Linked DNA regions of Macaca mulatta: region 2 is linked to region 1. Evidence: chromatin contacts called from public Hi-C data. All regions are on one chromosome and are shown on one strand. Each heading gives the region's core, a stretch centred on a gene start, on an enhancer-like site or on the middle of the called end of the contact. The rest is flanking DNA. Distances are from core to core; before and after follow the strand shown. Region 1 holds the start of GAS2L1 (growth arrest specific 2 like 1). Region 2 holds the start of EWSR1 (EWS RNA binding protein 1).

Region 1 (5,709 bases), core at 2,084-4,583:
CCAGCAGTGGGTGCGAGAAACTGGCTATGTACCCTCTGGCCAAAGGCCAGAAGGAGCCCATATGGGAGCCACAGCATTCTGTGCACAGAGGGGGGTGGCCTCAAGGATCTGTACAGATGGGCTTAGGGTCCCTATAGCCCAAACCTCCTGTGCCTCCAGCAGTTTCTGTGGTTTCTCTTGGTCCTGCAAGGAACAAGGGAGACCATGCAGAGGCTGAGGTTTTCCCAGACGTGGCCCCATGGGCCCTGGGCCACCATACGACAGAGGGAGTCAAAGCTAGGGTCCACCATGCCCTGGGCCAGGGGTCTGACCCTGCAGTGAGGTCTGCACCATAGCAACTACATGTCCTACAATCAGGTGGAGGCTGTGGTCTAGAACAGGCCTCTTATCACCGGCCACAGAGGGAGGAAGGAATCTCTTTATAATCCCTCCTCCCCAGAGAAGTGGACATGCTGAGCCGGGCCACACTGAGTTGAGTAGTGGTATTATCTTTCACAACCCCATGATGTGACTACTACTACTGTCCCATTCTACAGATGGTGCCACTGAGGCTCAGGGAGCTTCACTATCCCACCTAATGACCAATGACAGAGCCTGGGTTCAGTCCAACTTCACCCGTGTCCACAGCCCCAAAATGGAGCAAGGTAGGTATAAGCAGGAGTCAAATGCCTGCACAGCTGCTGGTTACACACATCCCTTGCCTTCTCTGGGCCTCAATTTCCCCAAATTGTAAAATGAGAACACCTAAGAGTATCATAGCTCATCGGGGTATTTTGAAGATGAAACTGTTAAGTGTCCACACCCTGATTCACCCCCACCCCAAACCTACAACCTTCCTCCACCTCCAGCAGCCCTCCCCTCCCCAGGTGTTAGCACCCCCGCCCTCCCAGTGCTCAGCCCTGGGAGTCGTCCTGGACCCCGTTCTCACACAACCAATCCACCAGCACATCAGCTCTCCCCTCACGATACAGCCAGAATCCAACACCCTCTCACCACCTGGTTTCCTCTGAGGCTCCAGCTCCTGCCTTGGCCAACCACAGCAGCCCCAGGGAATGTTAAGACCTAAGCCGCCGGGCGCGGTGGCTCAAGCCTGTAATCCCAGCACTTTGGGAGGCCGAGACGGGCGGATCACGAGGTCAGGAGATCGAGACCATCCTGGCTAACACGATGAAACCCCGTCTCTACTAAAAAATACAAAAAACTAGCCGGGCGAGGTGGCGGGCGCCTGTGGTCCCAGCTACTGCGGAGGCTGAGGCAGGAGAATGGCGTAAACCCGGGAGGCGGAGCTTGCAGTGAGCTGAGATCCGGCCACTGCACTCCAGCCTGGGCGACAGAGCCAGACTCAGTCTCAGAAAAAAAAAAAAAAAAAAAGACCTAAGCCAACCACCCCTGCTCTAAATCATTCCATGGCTCCCATGTCCTTCAAAAGAGGCACAGCCCGCAAGGCCCTGCTTAACCAGCCCTGGGGTCTCTCTAATCTCTCTACCTCTTCCCTCACCCACCTCCCTGTATTCCAGCCTTAGCCACCTCCCCAGTCTTCTTGAGCATGCTGGACACATGCACACTTTGGGGCCTTTGCACTGACCATTCCCTCTTCCCCTCCAGATATCCCCGGGCTTCCTCCCTCATCTCCCTTCCTGATGAGGGATTTTAAGTTGCAGCCCCCCTCACACACACACCCTCACCCAGCTCCCTCCCCGTCTCCCCTGCACCTCATCCCTGTCTCTGCCCTGAAGCTGCCTCCCTGCCACTGGGACAGCAGGCCCTGAGAGCTGGCACTGCTTGGTTCCCTGCTGTTTTGCTGTTGATTTCCAGTGCCCAAAGAGACCCAGCACACAGTAGGTGCCATGCAGGTGTCAGCCTTGAGGATTGTTAATTTCTGCCTTCCTCACTGGAGGAAGTGCCATGCCAGGCACTGAGGTGAGAAAACAACTTTGAAAAAGTCACACAGGCTCATGCCTATAATCCCAGCACTTTGGGAGGCGGGCGGATCGCCTGAGGTCAGGAGTTCGAGACCAATCTGGCCAACATGGTAAAACCCCATCTCTACTACAAATACAAAAAGCCGGATGTGGTGGCTCACGCCTGTAATCCCAGCTACTCGGGAGGCTGAGACAGAAGAATCGCTTGAACCTGGGAGGTGGAGGTTGCAGTGAGCCAAGATCTAGCCACTGCACTCCAGCCTGAGCAAGGGACAGAGTGAGACACTGTCTCAAAAAAAAAGAAAAGAAAAAATCACAAGGACTCTGGGATGATGTCTGTGAGTGCCTGGCACCAAGAGGCCTGGCTAACAACAGGTGCTCAACCAATGCTGCTGATCTGTGGACCAGGGCGTCATCATAATCATGTTCAAATCCCGGCTCCACCAGCTGCTCTCCTGACGGTGCCCCGGTTGGGCATGAGCGTCCCTCACAGAGGTGACACGCCAGTCCAGGTCAAGGGCGCAGAGCAGTGTTGGTAGCACACAGTAGGAGATTTATTGAAGCTCTGAGCCTGGCTGTGGTCGGCGGCGCTTCCCTGCAGGCCGGCCCCACCCGTGTAGCATGGCTGCCGCCCAGACCCGCCCGGCGTCCCGCCCAACCCAGCCGGCAGCAGCAGGGGGCAGGATTTCCCGCTGATCCCGGCGGTCTGTCCTCTGCAGTTTAAAAAGAGCCTAGTGGGGCTTAACCCTCCCGTGTCCGGCCGGCCTCCGATGCCCCCGTTCCCTGTTCTGTGCGGAACTCTGGCCTTGGCCATCTGCCTACTTCTCTAAGCCTCAGTATCCTCATCTGTAAAACCGGTTCCCCTCATCTCAAGGTCAAAACCGAGCATTCCGTGAGCACAAGGAGCCCTCAGTCACCAGGGCCATCCTCCCCTCCCCGCGGCGGTGCCGGTTATCTGGCCAGGGGAGATCCACCCGGGAGGAGGTGACTTCGCAGCGCCCAGCCGCTATCGCTTCCTGACTTCATCTTGGGAACAGGCCGTGCTGTGCGCCAGCCCGGGGAGCCCACCGTCCGGGGAGGTGGAGGATTAAAAGGTCCCAACCTCCTCCCCAGGGGATCAAAGAGGTTGGACGGGGCCCCGGGTACTAGGCTGGGTGGGGCTGGGGCGCCTGGGCCGGTCGCAGTTGTCTGGGGACCCTGGGGCCCTCTGCGTCGAGAGCGCTTGAAGACCCGGGATTCCTGGCCCGATCGCGTGGGGAGACCCCAGCTCTTCCCCTGTCTGCCCCGCCGACTCGGGAAAGGGGCGGCCCCTTTAAGAGCGCGCAGCCCCGCCCGCCCCCTCCGGGCCGGATCCGAATTCCAGGGAGGCGGGGCGGAGACGGCGGCGAGGAGGAGGCCGCGGCGCGGGACAGATCGAGCTGCGGCTCGGGCGGCGCCTCCCTGCGGCGGGCCCGGCCCGGCTCCGGCCCCCGCCGGGGCGATGCTCCCCGGAGCCGCGGGATGAGCCAGGTGAGCGCGGGGACCCCCAGCACTCCCTGCCTGGTGCGCATGGACGGGGGCGGAGGGCCGGGAAGCGACGTCCGCGGCCTCTGTTCCCCGGGGCTGTGTGACCTTGGGCGGCCCCGCGCCCTCTCTGGGCCCAGGCCCGAGCACCGGCGGGGCCTGCGGAGGCCGCTCTGAGTCCTGGCCCAGCTGGCACCGGCCTGGGGCGCTAGGGAGGCTTCTTGGAGGAGGCGGGGCCTGGCCGTGGCCCTGGATCGCCGAGACCGGCCACGCTGTGCCGCCTGGACGCCCGGGCTCCTCCACCCACAGCTCTGCGACCTTCACGAGCTCGGCCCTTTCTGCGCCTCAGTTTCCTCATCTGTAAAATGGAGATAATACCTCCGCCCGCTCAGCCCTAGTGCGGTCGTGCTGTTACACTATTGCTGCTGCTATGTCGTTGTTAATGATGGCACAGCCCTTATGGAAGGGGGGCCAAGGAAGGTGCGGGGACCTTCCCGCAGGACGTGGGGTGGGCACCAGCCCTGAGCCATGCACATAACCCACTCTGAGGTCAGGACCTGGGTTCCCTTCGTGTCCTCTGGGGGCCCTAGCCATTGCCTTCACTTCTCTAGGTCCCAGCCCTTCACAATGGGCACCTCCCTGCCTGAGAGGGAGGCCCCAGCCAAGCCCCAGTTTGCACCCCAAAAAGTCACACAGCAAACACTTAATGGACCTTAAGTTTATAAAAATTATCCCATAGAGTCCCATGAGGCAGGGAATGTTACTGTACCCATTTCGCAGATGAGGAAACTTGGAGCACCGACATTTCCCAGAGCCAACATGTAAACCAGGCATTTGCCCTGAGTGACAGACTGGTGCAGGTGGCCAGCAGCTTAGTTTGTACTGAGCCCTTACTGGGTCCCCACAGCGATCCTGACCTGTGTTCCTGCCTACAGTGACTCGGCCGGTCCGGGCATGGCGGACCCGGTGGCGGGCATCGCGGGCTCGGCGGCCAAGAGCGTGCGGCCATTTCGCTCCAGTGAGGCCTACGTGGAGGCCATGAAGGAGGACCTGGCCGAGTGGCTCAATGCCTTGTACGGCCTGGGTCTCCCGGGTGGTGGTGATGGCTTCCTGACGGGGCTGGCCACGGGCACGACCCTGTGCCAACATGCCAACGCCGTGACCGAGGCTGCCCGTGCATTGGCAGCTGCCCGACCGGCCCGAGGTGTGGCCTTCCAGGCACACAGTGTAGTGCCTGGCTCCTTCATGGCCCGCGACAACGTGGCCACCTTCATCGGCTGGTGCCGCACGGAGCTGGGTGTGCCGGAGGTGCTCATGTTTGAGACTGAGGACCTGGTGCTTCGCAAGAACGAGAAGAGCGTGGTGCTATGCCTGCTGGAGGTGGCACGGCGTGGGGCCCGCCTGGGCCTGCTCGCCCCACGCCTCGTGCAGTTCGAGCAGGAGATTGAGCGGGAACTGCGTGCTGCACCCCCAGCCCCCAACGCCCCTGCTGCTGGGGAGGACACCACTGAAACCACCCCTGCACCAGGGACTCCTGCCCGTGCCCCCCGCATGACACCCAGCGACCTGCGCAACCTCGACGAGCTGGTGAGTCCCCCAGCACCAGGCGCCAGGGACCCGACAGCCCAGCTAGTGCCTGCGATCTGTCCCTGAACCTCCCAGGGTCCACCCTGCTATCTGCAGAACAGCCTGCCCCACAAAGAGTGCACATGTTGAGCACCAAATCAAGGAATGTATACCTGACCCCAAGGAAATGGGTAGCCCACAGTGAGGGAGGTGCTGGGGAGATGACGCAGCCCAGCCGGGCCTGGGACAGGATGCGGGCTCCTGGCACGATCCTCCCTCACTTTGTGTGCTAACTGTGCCTCAACTGAGCTTGTGCATTCCTTCTTCTGGGGGACTGCATGATTGGGGCGCCTCCTCGGTGCCCTCCCTGCACTTAGTCTTAGGCAGATGTGCCCAGAACCTCAGGGAGGCTCGAGGTTGAGTGGGTGCTGTGATGCTCAGTTGAGATGAGGCATGGAAAGCCCTGGGCAAGGTGCCTGCCACACAGTAGGTACCCTGGGGGGCTCTGCAGGTCTCCCCACTCCCCAGGCATCCTTGGGAAGCCTAGCCAGGTTGCTGCTGTTGCTGGGATGGGGATCCTGTTTGGAGCTGCAGGATTCTAAGCATAGAAGGTGCCGGGCCCTGCCCCCAACTCTCTCCTCTCCCAGGATGTGGGTGGCCCCTGCCACCCCCAACGGCTGGACCAAGAGTTTCCTTCTTATCAGAAGGTCAGGACTAC
Region 2 (5,709 bases), core at 1,302-3,801, 39 kb before region 1:
CACCAATACCCTCTCAAGCACCTTATCAACAGCCCTATTTTACAGAGGTGGAAACAGGCTGGAGAGGCAGGCCCAGCAGCTCGGCCATAGTGGAGCTCAGACCCTAACCCATGCACTCATAAGCCATCTTGCCATTCCACTCACCTCTGTTTAAGGACTGGCAGGGGACAGGCATAGAGACTCCTGAGTCCTGATGAGCCCTAAACTCCCAAAAAGAGGGGTTCAGCCCCTCACCCCCCTGGGCGAATTCAGGGCCATCTCTAGCCCGCTTCTGTCCTCCCCCTTCCCTCAGGCTACTACCTCCCTCCTTCCTCCCCTACCCTGTGCCCAGCCTTAATGCTCCAGATGGTTTCAGTTGCCCTTGACCCTGGAGTGGGGCCAGCCAATGGGCAAGCAGACCGGGGAAGGGTGGGGCAGAAGGGCAGGAGTCCCACACCTTGAGCCACACTAAGAGACCTGGGACTGAGACATCCCCTTTGAGGGTGAGCCCATCCACCATAAGCCTCCTCCTGCATCCTTACTGGCACAGCCCCTCTGGCCGTAGCTCCCCTTTCCACAGGAAGGGTCCAGTATGGGCTCCACCTCTTTCTGCTCCGTGTCCCAAGGCAAGTTTCCAACCTCATCTTTTTACAGATGAGCCTCATTTTACAGATGAGCCTCTCCCTTCTCATCTGTAAAATGGGAATTCAGAAATTCCTTTCCTCAGAGGATGATGAAATAAAAAGGAATAGGCTAAGGTAGGCCCTGGCCCACAACTCTTGCTCCATAAATCATAGCAATCCCCACTAATCATGGCGGGCGTTGGTAGCCACCAACTGGCCCATCGAGAAGGCCTCAATATGGAGGTGGCTGCTCCAGCCTAGCTGGTCCCAGCTTTGGCCCTCAAACATGGCCTTTCCCTGCTCACCAAAGCAAGGCCTTCTTCCCTGTGCTCTCCTCTTGCATCCAGCCTGTCCTCCAGGGCCTGTAGGTCCCTGGTCAAGCCTCTCTGTCCCAGGACTCCCACTGAGCTGATTCAGGGCAGGAAGCAGGATCCCAGAGAGACAAGAAGGCTGCCTAATTTGCTCCCCTGCCAAGCGCGTTCTCCACAGCTACCAGTTTCCTGCAGGAAAAATGTGGAAAGCTCCTCAGCCTGCATTGTCCTTCCCTCCATTTCGCCAGCAGGCAAACTCCTATTTTACTCTTGGAAGCCCAGCTCAAATATCCCTTCCCCTCCTCTGGCCCCCCAACATCAGGGATCTTATCCTTAGGAGCACAGCTTGACCAGTCTGTCTCCCTAGGCAGGTGGTCTGAGCTCATGGCTCCTCTGATCAAACCCCACCTTTCCCAGGGTATTCGCAGCACACAACCAGTGCTTTATATATGTTCACTGAAAAAAGGACACTAGCTTGACTCCTGGTCCTGCTGAGGGATTTGAAGGTGAACCCTGCCCTTCGTAGACCCGGGTATCCAGCTAGGGGGCTGGGGTTAGAGGTCCAGAGAGGTGGGCAGGGCCAGCCTTGCCTGGAGGCAGGGTTTGGGGCCAAGACACCCACCGTAAACCTCCTCCTGTATCCTCACCTCACAACCATTCCCCAGCTCTGGGCGCCTTAGCAAGGGTGAAAGGCTTGCCCGTGGACACTCGGAACTGGGACTTGAGCCCCCTCGACCTCACTTTCTTCAATCTATGAAACGGGCAGTGCACCACCAGGCCCTGCCTACCTTACTGGGAAGCCGGGAGGGCAGAATGGAAAGACAAGGACGAAGATTCTTCCGGGTGGCGGATAGAGTAGGGGGTCCCAGGATCTGTCTGGTTCGAACTCAGCTGGGGACTTTGCAAAGATACTCAATTTCCTTGGACCTCAGTTTCCCCTTCTGTAGAAACAAGGGTATTGGATGAGGGATGATTAAAGGGCGTGCTCCACCTCGACCGTTACCGGAGACGGGGTCTCGGGGCCAGAAACGGCGTTCGAGGCCTCCCACCTAGCCGACCGGCCTCGGGGCCCTTCCCCGCTGGCCCGGGCCACGCGTCCCGGGTACTCACTGCAGAGCGCGCCCAGCAACCCCGAAACGCCGGTCGGGGACCCGGGCTGGGAGTCGGGACTCTAGCTCCCGGGCGAGATCGGGGAACCCTGAATCCATTCCGCGCACACCCGGCCGCGTGACCCCGGCCGACCGGCTGGCGCGCCACCCATTCCCCGCGGCCCGCGGATTAGTCAGCAGTTGTTCTAGTCCGGGTCCCTTCCCCCAGCCCTCCCGCCGATCTCCGTCTGCCTGCAGGGCAGACTCTTCAGCGACGGTCCCTAGAGCCAGCGGACGGAACCATTCCAAACAACCTAGCCTCGTGAAGAGAGCCTCTCCGGTTTCACACTGAGACCCGCTCACCGGCGCTCTGGCCCCTTAGGTGCTATTTTGGCCCGAGTGTCACGTCGGGCGCTCTTTAGAGAGGATTGGGACAAGGGTTGCGCACGCGAAGAACGAGAAAGCGGTGGTTCATCCCTCCTGACCCCACCCCCGTGGCCTGGCCTGATGGTCGCGCCCGGGGTTGCGGGATTTGCGCCTGCGCATTGCGGCGCCTAGAGGGAAAGCGAGAGGGAGACGGACGTTGAGAGAACGAGGAGGAAGGAGAGAAAATGGCGTCCACGGGTGAGTATGGTGGAACTGCGGTCGCGCTGGCGGTAGCCGGAACGCCCAAACTGGGGGTCGTTCGTCTCTGGGCTTGGCTGGGAAGACTGAGTGGAGTTGCCGAGAGGGGTTTGAGGCACCCGCCGCGACCCGACGAGCTCGGGGATCCGCGTTCCTCTCCCCTCCCCCCACCGGGCGGGCCGGTTCTGGAATCTTCCGGCGCCCGCGGCGCGCAGGGGGCTCGCTGCGGCGGTGGCGCGCGGGGCCCGCTTTGGCCTCCATTGTGTGGCGGTCCTCGCGCCCTGCGCTCCGGGCCTCCCGCCACGTGGGCGGGGCCTGCGGCCTTCGAGGCCCTGCGTGAAGCGGAGGATTTGGCCAGGCCTCGAGCCGGTCACTGTGAAACCGCCGGGGAGGCCGCAGGCTGCTATCCCTGTGAGGCCTCCCTCCGCGTTTTCAGGGTTTCCCGAGAAACCAGGGAAAAAAGCAAAGAAAGATACCGTGGATTTGTGGGCCGAGGGGTGCCGGCCTATGAGCGGGAGCCCCGTCATCTTTAAGGCCCAGTCGGCTGGGGCGTCTGGCGCTGCCGAACTGCCCCCTCGGCGTCTTCCAGCCCCAAGCCGAACTTCTGCCCTCCTGGGCTTTAGACAGAATGTGCTTCCCTCCTCCAGGGCCCCCAGTTTGCCACTTTTTTGGGTTTCTCTATTTTTATCGTTATTTATTAATTCACGCCCTCCCCTCCCCCAAAACCAATTAAGTGGCTTCCCAGGGCCCTTTTTCTGCAAACGCCGAGGGACATCCGTTGTATAATAAGACCAGCCTGGATCGAGAGACGAGAATGCTACCAGGAAGGTATTTCTGGCCTCTCTGACCTAGGAGGAACAAAAGGCCGAGCCTGCATTTGAATTATATTTCAGCAGTGGTCTCGCACGTTTATTCGCCTGCGTTAGGCCGGCAGGCCTGTTGATTTCGTAGGTCGACAGAGGTGAGGGAAAAGAGGCCAGTAGAGGCGATCTTAAAGGCACTTGAAAGCAAGCCCCGGATGGGAACTCCTAAATGGGAGTAGAGTGGTCATTGATGGAAGGAGCATTTAAGAGTGTCGCCTAGCCACCACCTGCAGTTCGCAAGCTGTGGGTACACTAACCCGCGGAAATTGGCAGGCTGGAGCATTTTTGCCTCTGGGGGTATTCTCAGGCCACCTGATTCCAGGCCTTAGAGACAGTGGGAGAAGATGAGAGGGAAGACGGGAAAAGCTCTGGACCCTCCAGAGTTTTTAGAGTCCAGAATCCAGCAACTTAAGGACAGTTTAAGAATTCACCCCATCTGTGTGGTCAGTAAACAGGTAAGTGTTGGGTGTTCTTGCTGGGATACCAAAGAAGGCCTGTAGAAGAGAGGACTCTGAAATACCACAGCTAAACCTCCTGGTGGAAAGTGGTTTCCTAGGTGCCCTATCCACCCTCTTCTCCTCTGCAAAAGCCTGAAAAGGCATAACGTGTGCGTTGACATTTTTGCATGGCCGGACATGTCTTTTTTTCAGTCAACTTTGTTCAAACCTTGTTCACTAGTAACTACCATGTGCTTGTACTGTATTAGAATTACAGTTGTGGTTTCTGTTGACACAAAGTAAACACATTAGGCCTGGCTGGGGGGCCTTCAGAGAGTCACATAAGTAATCTGGGCCTTAGTTTCCTTTCCTGTAAAATACAGAAGTTAGGCTAGACCTGTTAAGCTTTTGAGCCTTTCTGACCTTCCTGCATAACCATTCCACAAATTTGTCCCATGCTGACTTCAACTCAGGTAGTGTGAAGCAACTTCCATAGTGACTGCTGTAAAGTGTTAAAGCATTGCCTTGGGTTAATAATAATAGAGGTTTTCTCTCCTCGTGTGTATCTCATGTAGAAAAGACTCGCTGCAGTCTAGAACCCCCACCCCTCAATCACAGTGAAGTGATTTTTAGTGAAGTCTTTGGCTCACTTTTGGGGGTTAAAAACAAACACGGTTGTTGAATAATCTGACCAGTTTGTAATTGTATTAGGTTGGTGCAAAAGTAATTGTAGTTTTGCCATTTTAATGACAAAAACCGCAATTACTTTTGCACCAACCTAATAGCTTGTTTGAGGTCCAGTGATGTTTGTGTGCTCTAGGAAGATAAACGTAAGTTCATGAAACAAATTTGCTACCTTCCATAGCCCACCAGTTAGTATAGGGCCGAATCCTTTGGTTTCTCACTGTTAAGAGGTCATTAGTTGTTCCATATCAGCTTTGCCAGTTTTATGTTTTACATAACTGCTATTGTGTAAAAGTCGTCTTGCAAACTGTACTTACATGTCGGTGATTTAGAATCATTTCTCAAAGACCTTAACAAAACGTGGATTAAAATATTTGATATTGAATGATTCATTGCTGTGTATATTTTGTATATGCCACGTGGAAGAAATGATTTGCATTTAGTTTTAATGTCACAGAGAGTATGACTTGTAGTGCTATTGAAAATGCCTTTAAGATTGCCATGAACAAATTATTTTTTCATTATAGGTAGCCTTTGGGCAGTTGATTTGATCCTCTTGGTGATTCAGGGTTTTGAGTTACGAGTGTGTACAAAGGAAAGAAAGTAGTCCACTAACGTATAGAGGGGTAGACAGATAAGCCAACGTGAAGAGATGGATTCAGCAAAGCTCTCTCAGGCCGCCCGAGGGATTGTGAGGCTGGCTTTGGATTGCGTGAAGTGGATGCAATAAAGAGCTGTCAATTGTTGATTTTGGATAAGGGACTACTTTCTGATTGGAAAATAAAGGACCCCTTTTTTTCCGTCCTAATGGCAGTAACTGTCTTCAGACAGAACAAGATATGTATTCTTGTGGAGAAGAAAGAATTGGGCAGAATTTTCAAAAATAATTAACTGCCTTTAAAAAAACTAAACTTACCTAACTTCAATGCAGTAGTGCTCTAAAAACTATTTTCTTTTTGTTTTTACTACTTGTAGACACCTCAGTGGACCAGAGTTTTTGGTACCTTTGGATGCATGCTGTGAATTTCATAGGAAAAGGAAAATTATAGGGAGGTTTACTTTTTAAAGTCGAAATCATTTTGAGTTGTATGAGAGACAAT

What was found. A called contact is a pair of places that touch in the nucleus more often than the background predicts.
Region 2: a contact with region 1 is called in a Hi-C map of cortical neurons, with 2.8 times the contacts expected there. The contact joins the promoter of EWSR1 here to the promoter of GAS2L1 in region 1. A contact is called at or near these places in 4 of 14 Hi-C or Micro-C datasets (cortical neurons, fetal cortex germinal zone, fetal cortical plate and 1 more).

Annotation. Positions count from the first base shown.
Region 1 is chr10:22,247,849-22,253,557 of T2T-MMU8v2.0, reverse strand. It overlaps GAS2L1 (growth arrest specific 2 like 1), which reads left to right and starts at 3,333. Exons shown (of 6, transcript XM_077950210.1): 1 at 3,333-3,431; 2 at 4,361-5,012. The coding sequence starts at 4,380.
Region 2 is chr10:22,286,010-22,291,718 of T2T-MMU8v2.0, reverse strand. It overlaps EWSR1 (EWS RNA binding protein 1), which reads left to right and starts at 2,551. Exons shown (of 18, transcript NM_001266241.2): 1 at 2,551-2,625. The coding sequence starts at 2,613. RHBDD3 (rhomboid domain containing 3) reads right to left here and starts at 2,254. Exons shown (of 7, transcript NM_001194302.1): 1 at 2,024-2,254; 2 at 1,702-1,854. LOC144331850 (a long non-coding RNA gene) reads right to left here and starts at 5,652. Exons shown (of 2, transcript XR_013399412.1): 1 at 4,692-5,652; 2 at 2,586-4,612.